2 separate regions of the Anas platyrhynchos genome follow, and region 1 is linked to region 2. A link is a contact called in public Hi-C data. All regions are on one chromosome and are shown on one strand. The core of a region is the stretch at or near the end of the contact, and the rest is flanking DNA. Distances in the headings are between cores, read along the strand shown.

Evidence for each region. A called contact is a pair of places that touch in the nucleus more often than the background predicts.
Region 1: a Hi-C map of liver shows a contact between it and region 2, with 2.3 times the contacts expected there. The contact joins the enhancer-like site here to the promoter of PLCD1 in region 2. A contact is called at or near these places in 3 of 8 Hi-C or Micro-C datasets (liver, skeletal muscle and subcutaneous adipose tissue).

What each region holds. Positions count from the first base shown.
Region 1 is chr2:154,758,985-154,764,677 of IASCAAS_PekinDuck_T2T, forward strand. No RefSeq gene overlaps it. Among named protein-coding and RNA genes, the nearest start is that of VILL, 5.6 kb to the left of the region's middle. Within about 2 kb of position 2,172, at least 3 of the 8 cell types and tissues checked have an H3K27ac peak or open chromatin away from gene starts, as enhancers often do. A contact at or near this core is called in subcutaneous adipose tissue, where this site is marked.
Region 2 is chr2:154,666,032-154,671,928 of IASCAAS_PekinDuck_T2T, forward strand. PLCD1 (phospholipase C delta 1) reads left to right here and starts at 2,981. Exons shown (of 15, transcript XM_072033872.1): 1 at 2,981-3,551. The coding sequence starts at 3,518.

The DNA of each region.
Region 1 (5,693 bases), core at 922-3,421, 92 kb after region 2:
GTAAATCTCTGCCAGATCCAGCTGACACGGCAGCACGGAGCTGTCTGTGCTGGGCAGCGGTGTGCTGGTTAATGGTTAACTGCAGCAAATGGAAATGTCTCGGGACCAGGGAAGGTGCCTGGGCACTGGGTGAGGAGCATTCCCGTGCAGGGCTGTCTTGCACCGGCCAGAACAAAGTGGTCTTTGGTGGCAGTGAGTCCTCCTCACCTCAGCAGGCAGCTCTGGGCACACGGAGATGCCTCCATCCCTCGGACGAGCCCTTCCATCCTGGCTCTCGGGCAACGGAGCCCGGCACACATCGGCTCCCACAGGGGCAGGACGGGCCAAACTCTCTCCTCCCAACATGGAAGAAAGGAGTGGCTGTGGCAAGCCAAGACTGAAGGGTAAATGCTGAATTCAGGCAGGAATAGCTTGGTGGGAGCTCTGGAAAGCTGGTTTGTCTTCCTAGAGCCCACAGCTCGCAGCAGGCTGAGACAGGAGCAGTACCTCTGGCACAGCCAAACCTGTACTGGTTGCTCCAATTTATTGTTTGGCAACCTTGGTGCAAACCCCATTTTAAGCCAGCTATGATAGGATGAGAACTGCGGATATGAGGCTCATATTTCCTTAGGCTCATGAGGGAAAGTCCCCCTTGCAAAAGAAAAGGAGAGAGGGCCAGAGATGGTGTCACCTTCCAGCACCACAGCAAGGTCTCCCAGGGCTTCTGCTCAGGCTCAAACCCCTCTTCTACATCTTAAAATATCTACAGGTGATCCTTGGAGGTAGGAGGCACAACTCTTAAGTCTCTGCTAATAAGGAGAAACACCTCAGCAATGATACCTGCCCTCACCGCAGCGACGTTGAAGGACGTGGCCATACCAGCCCTCCCCTGGCCTCGTTGTGTGAGCACTGACCACTACCGAAGGCTTTGCAAGGTTCTGTGATGCACCAAATTTTGTTTTCCAAAATTATATTTGGAAAGATGTGGAGGAAAATCCTCAGGGAGCTGCTCCTCACCTTTGGGAGGTCAATCAGTTTTGCTGGCCCTGCCTGGGGGCACGGGGGGCACGGGATCCTCTGCTCTGTTCCCTTCTCCACTTGCTCGCTCGTGCCAAGAATTAACAGGTGTGCTGAGCAAACAGGATGGCCCAGGTGGGGCCGTGCGGCGTGGCATGGGCAAACAGAGGCCCTGGCAGCTTTCCAGAGGGAACGGAGAGGAGGAATGCGGCAGTGGGGCCCCAGCACAGATCCGGCCATTTTCAGGGCATTGCCTCATCTGGGGAGGCTTCCAGAAGGCCCCCAGACCCCTCACCCCATGTCACCGTCAGACCCTACCCCTAATGCAGGTGTGGAGTTTGGGCATCAGATGTCCTTCAGGTCATTGGCTGGGTGCCTGCTAGGATGGATGAGGTTTGTGCTTCCATTTTCTACTGCTTCAGAAAACGGCTCTGTTTCTCCAGAAAGCCAAAAGGCTTTGGGGAAGCACTCCGTGTCAACTTGGCCCTTTAAGGAAAGAGATGGAGAACCTAAAGGGGTGAGCTTCAAGGCAATGCGGTGATCTATACAGAGTCTAACCCCGGGGGAATGATGTGCAGGAGAACCGAGCTATTGCATTCCTTTCCCTGAGTGTTTTCCTTGGTTTTACATAAACTGCAACCAGCTGAGCTGAGGTTCGGGGCTGTCAGCTGTTAATAACCCTTACTAAATTACCGACTTCCTTTAGAGATCTCAAATCCTGATTCAGCCCTTTACAAAGCAAGCGCAGACACCTAAACTGATCCTCCCAGGGTGAGCGATTGTGGGAGCCTGGCCCTGTGTTTACCTCTCTCACGTCAGTCTTCAATCAGTAGCAGGGAGATGGATAAGGTCTCCCCAGCAGTATTAATGTGGGAACTGAGTAATAAAGGCCTAAATAAGCCCAAATCACCCAAGCACCAGCCTGCTGACTTGGTCACGAAGGCGAACCTCCTCCTAAGTGTCCTGTCACCACTTAGTCTTCAGTCCTCAGCCGCAGCACGGAGCAGATGTTCCCCTAGGGAGAGCAGAGCCTACCTTGACGGGGAAGAGAAGGAGGAGAGGAAGGCAGAGAGCAGGGAGGAGCAGCAAAACCAAACATCCCTACCAACCGGCCAGCCCTGCACATTGCCGTACGGATAGCTCAGGAATTTCACAAAACCTCAGGGGCTCTCTCGCAGCCCTAATGAAAACCGTCTGAAACCCAGCGAATTCCAGCACGCTTTGGTCAGGGTCATCGAGCAAAGCCTCAGCAGTTTCCAGCGGCAGCTGAATCCAGCAGAAAGCAGACATTTCACAGCAAGGACTGCACACGCAGGGAAGGCAGGGCCGTGCCAGCACCAGTTAATGGCTGTGTGACCATGGCAGCCCTTGGTGGAGGAGCAACTTGCTCATGTCGTGGTGCTCACATCCCCGGAGATCCTGGGGTCTGTCCTGGCATGGGAGTTGCACCATGAACAAGTAGGATGGAGAAAAGGAGGTTATTTATGCCTTTTGGGCCACAATTACATGGGAAGCCTGTGCACAAAGCAGAAAGTCGGTGTGGGTCCCCAGCAGTTTGCAGGAGACATGCCCCGGTGGCAAAGGCTGCTGGAGCTCTCACCCTCACCATTTATTTTTAGCATTCAGGCAGACCAGTGGTTTTATCTACTGTGGGAAACCTGACTGCTTGCGTCGGTGACTATACCTGAGCGCCCACAAAATCACCCCACCCTCCCTCCCAAGCTTAATTTTTAATCCCTGTCATTTCGGCGACCTGGCTGCTGCTGTGACTCCCCAGGCACCCTCTGCTGAAATCCCAAAGCCCTGTCCTTCTGCCAACACAGCAGTCACCCCCATGGAATCAGTGTCACAGCCAATGGATTTCAAACCCTAGTAGACAAAGGGGTCAAGCTGCTGATCCCCAGGACCTGCAGGCAGCAGCAGGACCGTGTCTGCAGGGCTGCGGGCATGGCAGGTAGCTGAGGCTGGCCGAGCTATTGTTTGCAGGAATGCAGCCCTCTGTATGCCAACCAGGAAGGAGCAGGAGAAATGAATCGCCCTCCGGGCTGAGAAATTGTCACCCTGTTAAATATCACCCCTCCCTGCCCTTCATGGTCCCCAAAGGGTGCTCAACTTGCTTCATTACCCCCAGTGAATTGACGTTGAACACGTCATGGTGCTGGAAGGAGCTCGGGTGGTGCTGGGCACACCTCTGCATGGTCTGGGGACTTCTCAGCATCATCTCCACCTGCCTCTTGCAGATCAGCCCCAGGAACACAAATAGGATGTTAAGCAGGTGGGCAGAACCCACAGAGATTTTCTGGTTTTCCCCTCAAAAGATGGGAGATGAAAGGCGTGAAAACTGTTTGAGGGAAACAACTTGGTTTGTGCTGTTCTGGTTGCTTCAATGATTGCAGAACTCCTGCAGCTGTGTTTTAGGCAACATCAGGGCCTGGAGAGTTAAATCTCTTTGTCACTAAAGATCTTCAGAAAGTCAAAGCCAGAGGTGAAGCCCAGCTCTCCTGTGTCCTCCGCACAACCCATGGGGCCGTACATCACACCTAGTTGCAAGTTTGGGTCCAAGAAGCAATAGGACCCAAGCTGCCACCCCAGCTGCCACCAAGCTCTGCACGAGAAGATCTGATGGTATTCCCCAAAACCCACCCATTTTGAGGAAAAACCTCGCCCCGAGGCTGGTCCACCCAAATCTTCTGGAGTGCTTTGGCTGTTAGCCATGGCAAACATCGACACCGCCCGTCCTTACAGGGTCAGAGCACTGACACATGTGAGCTGAGAGCATTTTCCCGGGCGGTTCCAGTCACCAATTCAAACACTAAGCAAGAAACCCGTGTTCCTTCCTTGTGGGATTTCTACTACAAGGGAGAGGTCATGCTCGGGGAATCCTTGTGCAAATGAGCAATGCCATTCCACTTCTAGCCAAACCTGCTCGGGGATGGGCGATAAAGAGATGCCGGGGAAATGATTGCATCACTGTGCACTCAAACATGGGGTTTCTGCCCATTTCTGCGTGGGTTTTGCCTCGCCTGGAACCAAAAGCATTCACAAAGAGGGCGGAGGAGTTGGATAAGAGGCTCTCCTTCATCTCCTGTACTGACCTTTGCTTTTAGGAGGTTTTCTCTCCCCACTGAGGATCCGGATGGGCTCCTTTTGCTGGAAGACGTGCTGGGGAGGACTTCTGCAGGCCACATTCCTTCTGTGCACAAATCCAGCTCCAGGAGGCATCCGGGGAGAGGAGCACAAAAGATGCCTCCAGGGTGGCATTCCTGGCTTGGGGGGGGATGAATCCAGAAGGAAGAAGTTTCCTGCCATTTTACGAGGACCATACATTATATGTAAAAATGCAGAGAGAGGAGCAGCCTGCTGGTACAGGGTTGCTTTTCGCATGCGCTAGTGACAAATTCAGGATCTCTCAGGAACATTTTCTGCAGTACCCAGAAACTGTCGATTATTCAATGAAAACCCACACCCCAGCTCTCAGCCAAATTCCAGAACGCTTCAAATCTCTGATGATGCAGGCGTGAAGCTATTTCCTTACATTCCCTTTCTCCTCTCCTAACCAGCCTTCCCAGCTGGATTACCTGTCCCAAAGACACCTCTAAAACACTTTTGGAAAGCAAAGCAGCAGCAGGTCAGCATCCTGGGGGATAAAGGCTTTTACAATCCTTGCTTTTGAAGGTTCGTCCAGATGCCTTTGTGCCACAAAATGCCATCTGCAGACACGTACCTACAAAGGTACATGGTGTCTGCATGGGGTAGTCCAGGGGAAGAAGCATCCTTGCTGGTGAAATGCTCCTCTGGTCCAGATAGGCGATGTCCCTACTTAAACCATGTACTGCTAGGCTGTAGCTATGTGGTAGTCCTAATATGATGCTGAATTATTATTTTTTGGTTGAAAATGATGCTGTTTTCTAGAGAGGACAGCAATCTGACATACATCCTGCTAAAAAACAAGCATTAATCCCGACAAATTCTCTCTTTGAGAAGAAATGCACAGTGTGCTGCTTTCCTGTGGGTTAGGCTCTCCACAATCTGTGGCTCTGCCAGTCCACTTCATCGGCATTTTCTGCCTTGAGGCACACTGGCACTGAACACAGCTCCTGTCCAAATCTCCTTGGCATTGAGTAGCACAGCAGCAATGGTTTCCCAGATTTTACATAACTTTCCCTCTGAATATATTCCTAGAATGAGCCTTTTTTTTTTTTTTTTTTTTTTTTGCAATGGCTTGTTTTTTTAAACTCGAGGTTATTTTTCCTTCAGAAGCAGCGTGTAAGAGATCCAGGCTTTGTCATCCGCTGCATCTCCCTGCTCTCCTGCAGCGCAGCGCCCTGCGGCACAGCCTCCTGGTGTCCTGCCGTATGCTTGTTTGTTTGGACTTCTCCTGCAGGAGAGGCAAACACGATCTGCCCACTCAGTCCTAGAATTAGAGAGTGGTTTGGGTTGGCAGGGACCTCAAAGTCCATCTAATCCCACCCCCTCCATGGGCAGGGCCCCCTTCCAGCAGCCCAGGCTGCCCCCAGCCCCATCCAGCCTGGCCTTGGGCACTGCCAGGGATGGGGCAGCCACAGCTCCTCTGGGCAGCCTAGGATAGGGCCTCACTGCCCTCACAGTGAAGAATTTCCTCCTAATATCTAACCTAAACCCACCTTCTTTCGGTTTAAAGCCATTTCCCCATGTTCTGTCACTGCACTCCCTGACCA
Region 2 (5,897 bases), core at 1,731-4,230:
CATTAAATATAATAACCTGCAGCGTGCAGAAAACTGGGAGACACCAAGCTGGGCTCGGTGGTAAAGTCACTGCTTGTAGGTGGTGCCCACAGGGGTACAGAGAAAATAAATCCAGCCCTTGCTGTAATCTATCATGTACTTGTGGAATTCAGGAAAACAGGTTTTTCTGTTAGGTTTTGGCCTCATTGCAGGAAAAGGTGTGTTCCTCCAGCAAAATAATCAGTGCATGGTAAGTCACCTGCTGTAAAATCCTGGAGGAAGAAATTTTATTAAGTGATAAATACGTCTAAGTCATCATGGGCAGAAAGTATGCAACCACCATGTTCAGTTACCCTGCAATAAAAAATAAAATACAATTAAAAAAATATACAGTCCTGTTGTTATTTCACTGTAAAGGTTAATTTTTAAAGTGACAAACCTTTGGTGACTAAAAAAGGCATTGAAATGCCTTTACTGATGCCAGGACTGATGTACTCAGCATATACTGTATTTATTTAACTTTGGCCCTAAGCAGCAGGATTGTTGCTGTGAGTAATACGCACAGAGGAGTGATGTTTAATTTTAATCATACTGAACTCTCTCCTTCAAATCCTAGTTTGATCTCAAAGATCAAGGGCCTCAGAACTGTTCATGAACCTGCTGGTGGATAGAGTTTAGGAGGTACATTCAGACCAGGGAAGAAGCGATCAGAAATTCAGACAGCTTTTTAAAAATAAGCAGTCAGTTGCAGCCTATCTTATCTACGCATTTTGTTAGAGAACAAATTGCTCTCTAAGGACTCCAGATGATTTCTTTTTTTTTTTTTTTTTTTTTTTTTTTTCACCAGTTTTAAACTTGCCACTCAGCTTTGATGCAGGCTTAACTAGGAAAAGGGCAGTCCCCCTAAACACCTTGAGCCTTTTGGATCAGCCAAAACCCAAACCAGAAAGGCAAACAGTGAGGGCTGTGATCCAAAGTGGGGACCAGGGACTTGATTCAGATAGGATTCTTATATTTTCCTTTTATTCTTAGGGGTATTGTTTCAGGATTTCTGCAGCTTATAGGAGCCCAATTGGTCCTCATGTAATTTTGGTCTAATTATTATTCTGTGCATATATTTGTTTCAGGAATGGAGAAGAATGGGAAATCAAGTGTGTATGGTGTGCATGCAGAAATATAGCTAAAAAGACTTTTGCCTTGAGAAAATAGGGTCTGATGAGACCAGTGCTGTATGATCTCAGCTTCGGTGTGTTTGCTGCAGGGTTTTGCTGGCTCTGATGGTGGCTGCTGTACTTTCTGATGAATGCCAGGAATGCAAGGCTGCCTGCAAGTGCTAGGCATGCGCTGAGCACACATCAAGCCTGTCACGGATTTAGGAGTGGTGATGCTTAAGCTTAGGATGGCAGGAAGGTGCCGCAGTGAAAGCAGCTGTAATAGTGATACTTCTGGACAGGTATGGGAGTGGGAAGAGTGGCGTAATGGAGAAAAGTGCAAGGTTGGACAAAGTTTTGTGAATCCTCCTGGCAGGCACTATTTCTGCCCCCACTTGCTCTCATCAAGAAGGCAGCATGGCAAGGAGGATGCACTGGCAGATGCGGTGGGGTAGGCGCAGAGGATCCTCAAATCTCAAATCTCACACCTTCAGATCTCAAGGTTTGATGGCAGGGAAGCTCAGTCCCTCTTGAAGGTGCCCTGTCCAGCCCAAGGAGGCCAGCACAGTCGTGATGGAGTTCACAGTGTTGCAGGGGACTGCTGATCCTATCTTGGTGCCACTGTGCCCTGTACTGTCGTGAAGGGGCACTATCCAGACCATGATCTTAATTGTTTTTGGGGCTAACAGCTTGCTTACACCTCTTTACTTTGCTACAGGGGACACAGGGGGACTGGCAGGTATGTCTTGAAGTGAGGCCTGGTGCTAGGCAGCGTGAGGATGCAGCAGGGTGTGATATAGAGAAGGGTAGAGGAGTGACTATAATGTTATTTCCTGTCACCGCTTTCAAACTGTTTGCCCTTCTCTGCTTCTTCTCCCTTCTGAAAACTCTAACACCTGCATCACCACCGCTTTACCGGAGTTTCCAGTCTGGCTGACTCACCTACCAGCCTGTCCAGCAGCCGCTTCCCCTTCAGCTGATAGCGTGATGGGTTTTGGTGGTGTCCTCTGGAAACCCCCCTGCCCTGGGGCTTTTAAGACTTTACAAGGATTCTTGAGACACCCTGGCTGCTTTCCTGCTGTCCTCACTGCCAAAATATTTGACCCTGTCCAAGCCAGTATCTCCTTTATTTTTTTATTGTGGGTTTGCAAAAGGGATGCTCCTTCCTGGGTCCTTCAGAAAGCATCTCACTTGTTTGCTCTTATGCTTTGTGCTAGCATGGAGGAGTTTTGCTATATTAAGGCAGTTTGGAGGGCATAAAATTAGCTGAAGTCTGAGCTCTTGAAGGAACAGCTCGATTCCTGGCAGGGATGGGCAAGCAGTCCTAGTCCCAAAGTATTTGTCACCAGGTGCACCCCAGAGCTGTCACTGTCAGTGAGGGACTTTTCCCTTCTGTCACCGGAGCTGCTGTGCGCACAGCTGCTGAGGAGCAAGGACTTTGAATCCTCTGACAGCTCCATCGATTGCATTAAGATCACCTAAATAACCAGAAATAAAAATAAACAACAGAAAAAAAATAATTAAAAACCTCCCTCAACCACTCAAGTAGATGGCCACTTTATTTTCCCAGTGTGGATTCCCTTTCTTTCCCTCTCCCTGCTTGACAGCATCATCTTTTTCTCCTTTAAAAAAGGAAAAAAAAAATGTAATCTATTTTAAGAGCAGGGGGCAGGGCAGAGGAAAACAGCTCGGCTCGGTACAAGCCTCAGGGCAGCGAGGAGTTTTTTCTGCTTTCTGCCTCGCTGTCTCGAAAGGAAAGCTTGCAGCTTTTTGTCTGCTTTTGTGGTTACAGCGTGTCCGCCAGCAACTTCTGAGCTGTTTTGTTGCATTTTTTTCTCCTTGTTTTGTTGCGTTGTGTCCTGAGAGATGCCTACAAGCCCTTTAAACCCCAAGCGCTGCCTCGCATCTCACGGCCCTTCCCTTGGGTTGGGGACAGATTCGAGCGCTCGGCGTCTTCTGGAAGCCTTGCCGGAAAGGAGCGGAGCGTGTTTCAGCGTTTGTGCCAGCAGCAGGAACAGAAGCAGGGCTTGGAGCTCCAGCAGGAGCAGGAACAGGAGGCTGGCCCCACAGAGAAGGCCAGCTTGCACAGGGAGGAGCCAGGGCCGGCGGTGAAGCTGGGGCGCTTGGCCTCACTCGACGCGTTGGGCAGGCGGCGGCGGCGTGCGGATGCGGGAGGGAAATCAATGAGGAGTCATAGCGAAGACGGCTCTCCAGCCAAGGGGAAGGAGCAGGCCTCGCCGAAGGGAGCTGACATTTGGGGATTACTGGAGGAGGGAGCACGGGGGAGCCTCGCGGCTCTGGCTGCCAGCCCCAGCCGGCGCTAACATCTGGGCACAGCTGTTTGCCGGAGCCCTTTCCGCGGCCGCCCCCCGGCTCGTTTCGCAGCCATGGAATCGAACGGCACCTTCCTCGCCTGCAACAGTAAGTCTGTGCAAACGTCCTTGCGTTTCAGCCCTTTTATCTCATGTGAGAGCTTGCTTTTTTCCTCCTCTCTCCTCCCTCCCCCTTTGCCGCTGCAGTTCTCTCAGTTGGAAGCAACGCGGCGTTTCAATCAGCGTTACGGGGGAGAGGTGACAGATTTTTCTCTTTTATTAGGGTTAGATGTGTTGCTCGGAAGGGTGTCTTGGCTGATCAGCGTGTGCGAGCCCAGCCGGGCTGATCCAAATCTCCTCCCCTTTATGGTGAAACTGGGAGCGGGACAGATGCTCAGCGGAGTAAATCAGGCTCAGGGGAAGGCAGCAGAGCCAGGATAACTCTCTTCGGCTCAGTGTCTGCCACCCAAGACTCTGTAAATACTCTGTAAAATACAAGTAATGTTTCTAAACAAAAAGAAATCCTCTCAGCCTTGACAGCAAGTGAGATTTAAGAAGTCTTGATCAGTACCAAGCTGAGGAGGCTTGTCTGATAGGCAGGGTAATGAAATATGCCTTATTCCCTAGTCTGACGTGTATATGTCGATCTGTTACCTCTTCATTGTGTTTTATTCACTCTGATGAGCAGGAACAGCTCAGGACTTGAAATGGGCAAAGTCTATGTGCTTATTTGTTGTTCTTGGGATAGGTGCTTTCTTCCTGTAGATGAGCTATAAATAAAAATAAATTGATAGATCGATCTGTGATTGACTGTAAACAGAACCAGGTAGCATTGCCAAGCAAAATGTGAAAAAAATCACCCCCAGGCTCAAGAAATCTTCCCTCTGCTTTTCCCAGAACCTAGAAATCAGGCAGGAAGGTGAAACTGAGGTTAATGCTAAACTTTGTGTAGGTATCTCATTCATTATAGAGCCACTGGGGAAAGAAAGCTAGGAAATACATCTGGAACTATTAAAAGCTTTCCTAATCTGGCTTGTAGGTCATTTTTCAGTGAATATTACTTTTTTTTTTTGTGTGTGTGTGGTGTTAGGGACCGGGAAGAATTCAGTGTCTGTTTGTTATTCTATTTTCTTGTCTCAGACAGAAAAATAGACAAGTATGGAATGAGCTGTGTGCTTTCAGAAAACTATTTGCTGAAATTCCTTGGCACATACGTGCACAAGTGCCAAAGTCACTCCGAATGCCAGACTTCTTAGACAGGAGAGGTTGCTCACGTGCTGGTTACTTAGCAGGATCAGACTTGTGCTGCTCCATTTGTCAGAAATTTCTCAGATACTGTGGTTTATAGCTATGTTTTATCTTTGGCTTGGTGTTTTGAAGCTCAATTTATCCCTGTCCCACATGGACACAACTGTGTTTGCTGTGTCAGAATTAACCACAGACACTCGGTTCCATCCCAGCACGCAGTAAGAGACCCCTGGGATGTCTTCCAGTAGCAACTGTTTTGATGAGAGTTTCCGAAAAGTTTGTAGAGTTTTGTTTGTTCTGTCTTTGGATGGAGATCTGAATCCTGGGATGAAAACTGAGTGTGCTCTCTTGTCCGTAGACCCGTGTAGCTGCTGTGATTTAGTGGTCTGTGCCTTTTATTCTGGATGTGTTTGATTCAGCTGTATGGGCTTCTTGGTGCTTTTTTTTTTTATAAAAGGTCATCTGCATTTATTATACAATGGATCTGCCGGACTCTGTGGGCTATTAATAAGCTTTCTTTTGCCTCATGAACCTGGCATGTATGTGAACTGGGGGTCCTTGTGCTCACCCAGATTGTAGAATAGCTAATTTGTGCTATGCCTTATTCTTACACACTGACCTCTTCATCCCAGACACTGTGCACATTGTGCGGGGAATGCCAGAGCCCCGTTACAGGAATGCCTTCTGCCACAGCCCAGGGTGAGAGTCAGCAGGGAGGGGCTCGTAAAATCCTACAGAACAGGCCGTTTCCTTGTTTTTCTGTCAGCCGATCCCGAGGACTAACTTCTCTTGGGTTTAGATTTCCAAATGAATCATCTCCACCTGCCCTTCGAAGCTGGGAGTGCTGAGAAGGCGCCTTCTGGGCTTCACCCTCCGTGGGTGGAGGTGATGCTGCTTGGCATCAGCTGAGATCTGCTCCGGAGCAGCCGGTGCCTTTGATCTCCTTTCCTGCAAACAAGATACGCCTGGCACACCTGGATTGTTGGAGGTTGTGCCAGATGCATGACGTGGGGTTTTTTAAAGCCACAACTTTGCCAGTAGTGCAGGAGAATTTGCCATACTGGCGCTGCTCGGTGCATTAAACATGCAGCGTTCCCTTTTTGCACAGGACAAGTCAAAGTCATCTTGGAACTTTTTTTATTTTCAATCAAAAACTGCTAAATGTCCAATCAGAGCAATGCTTTTTAAATAAAACTAAAGCCCTTAA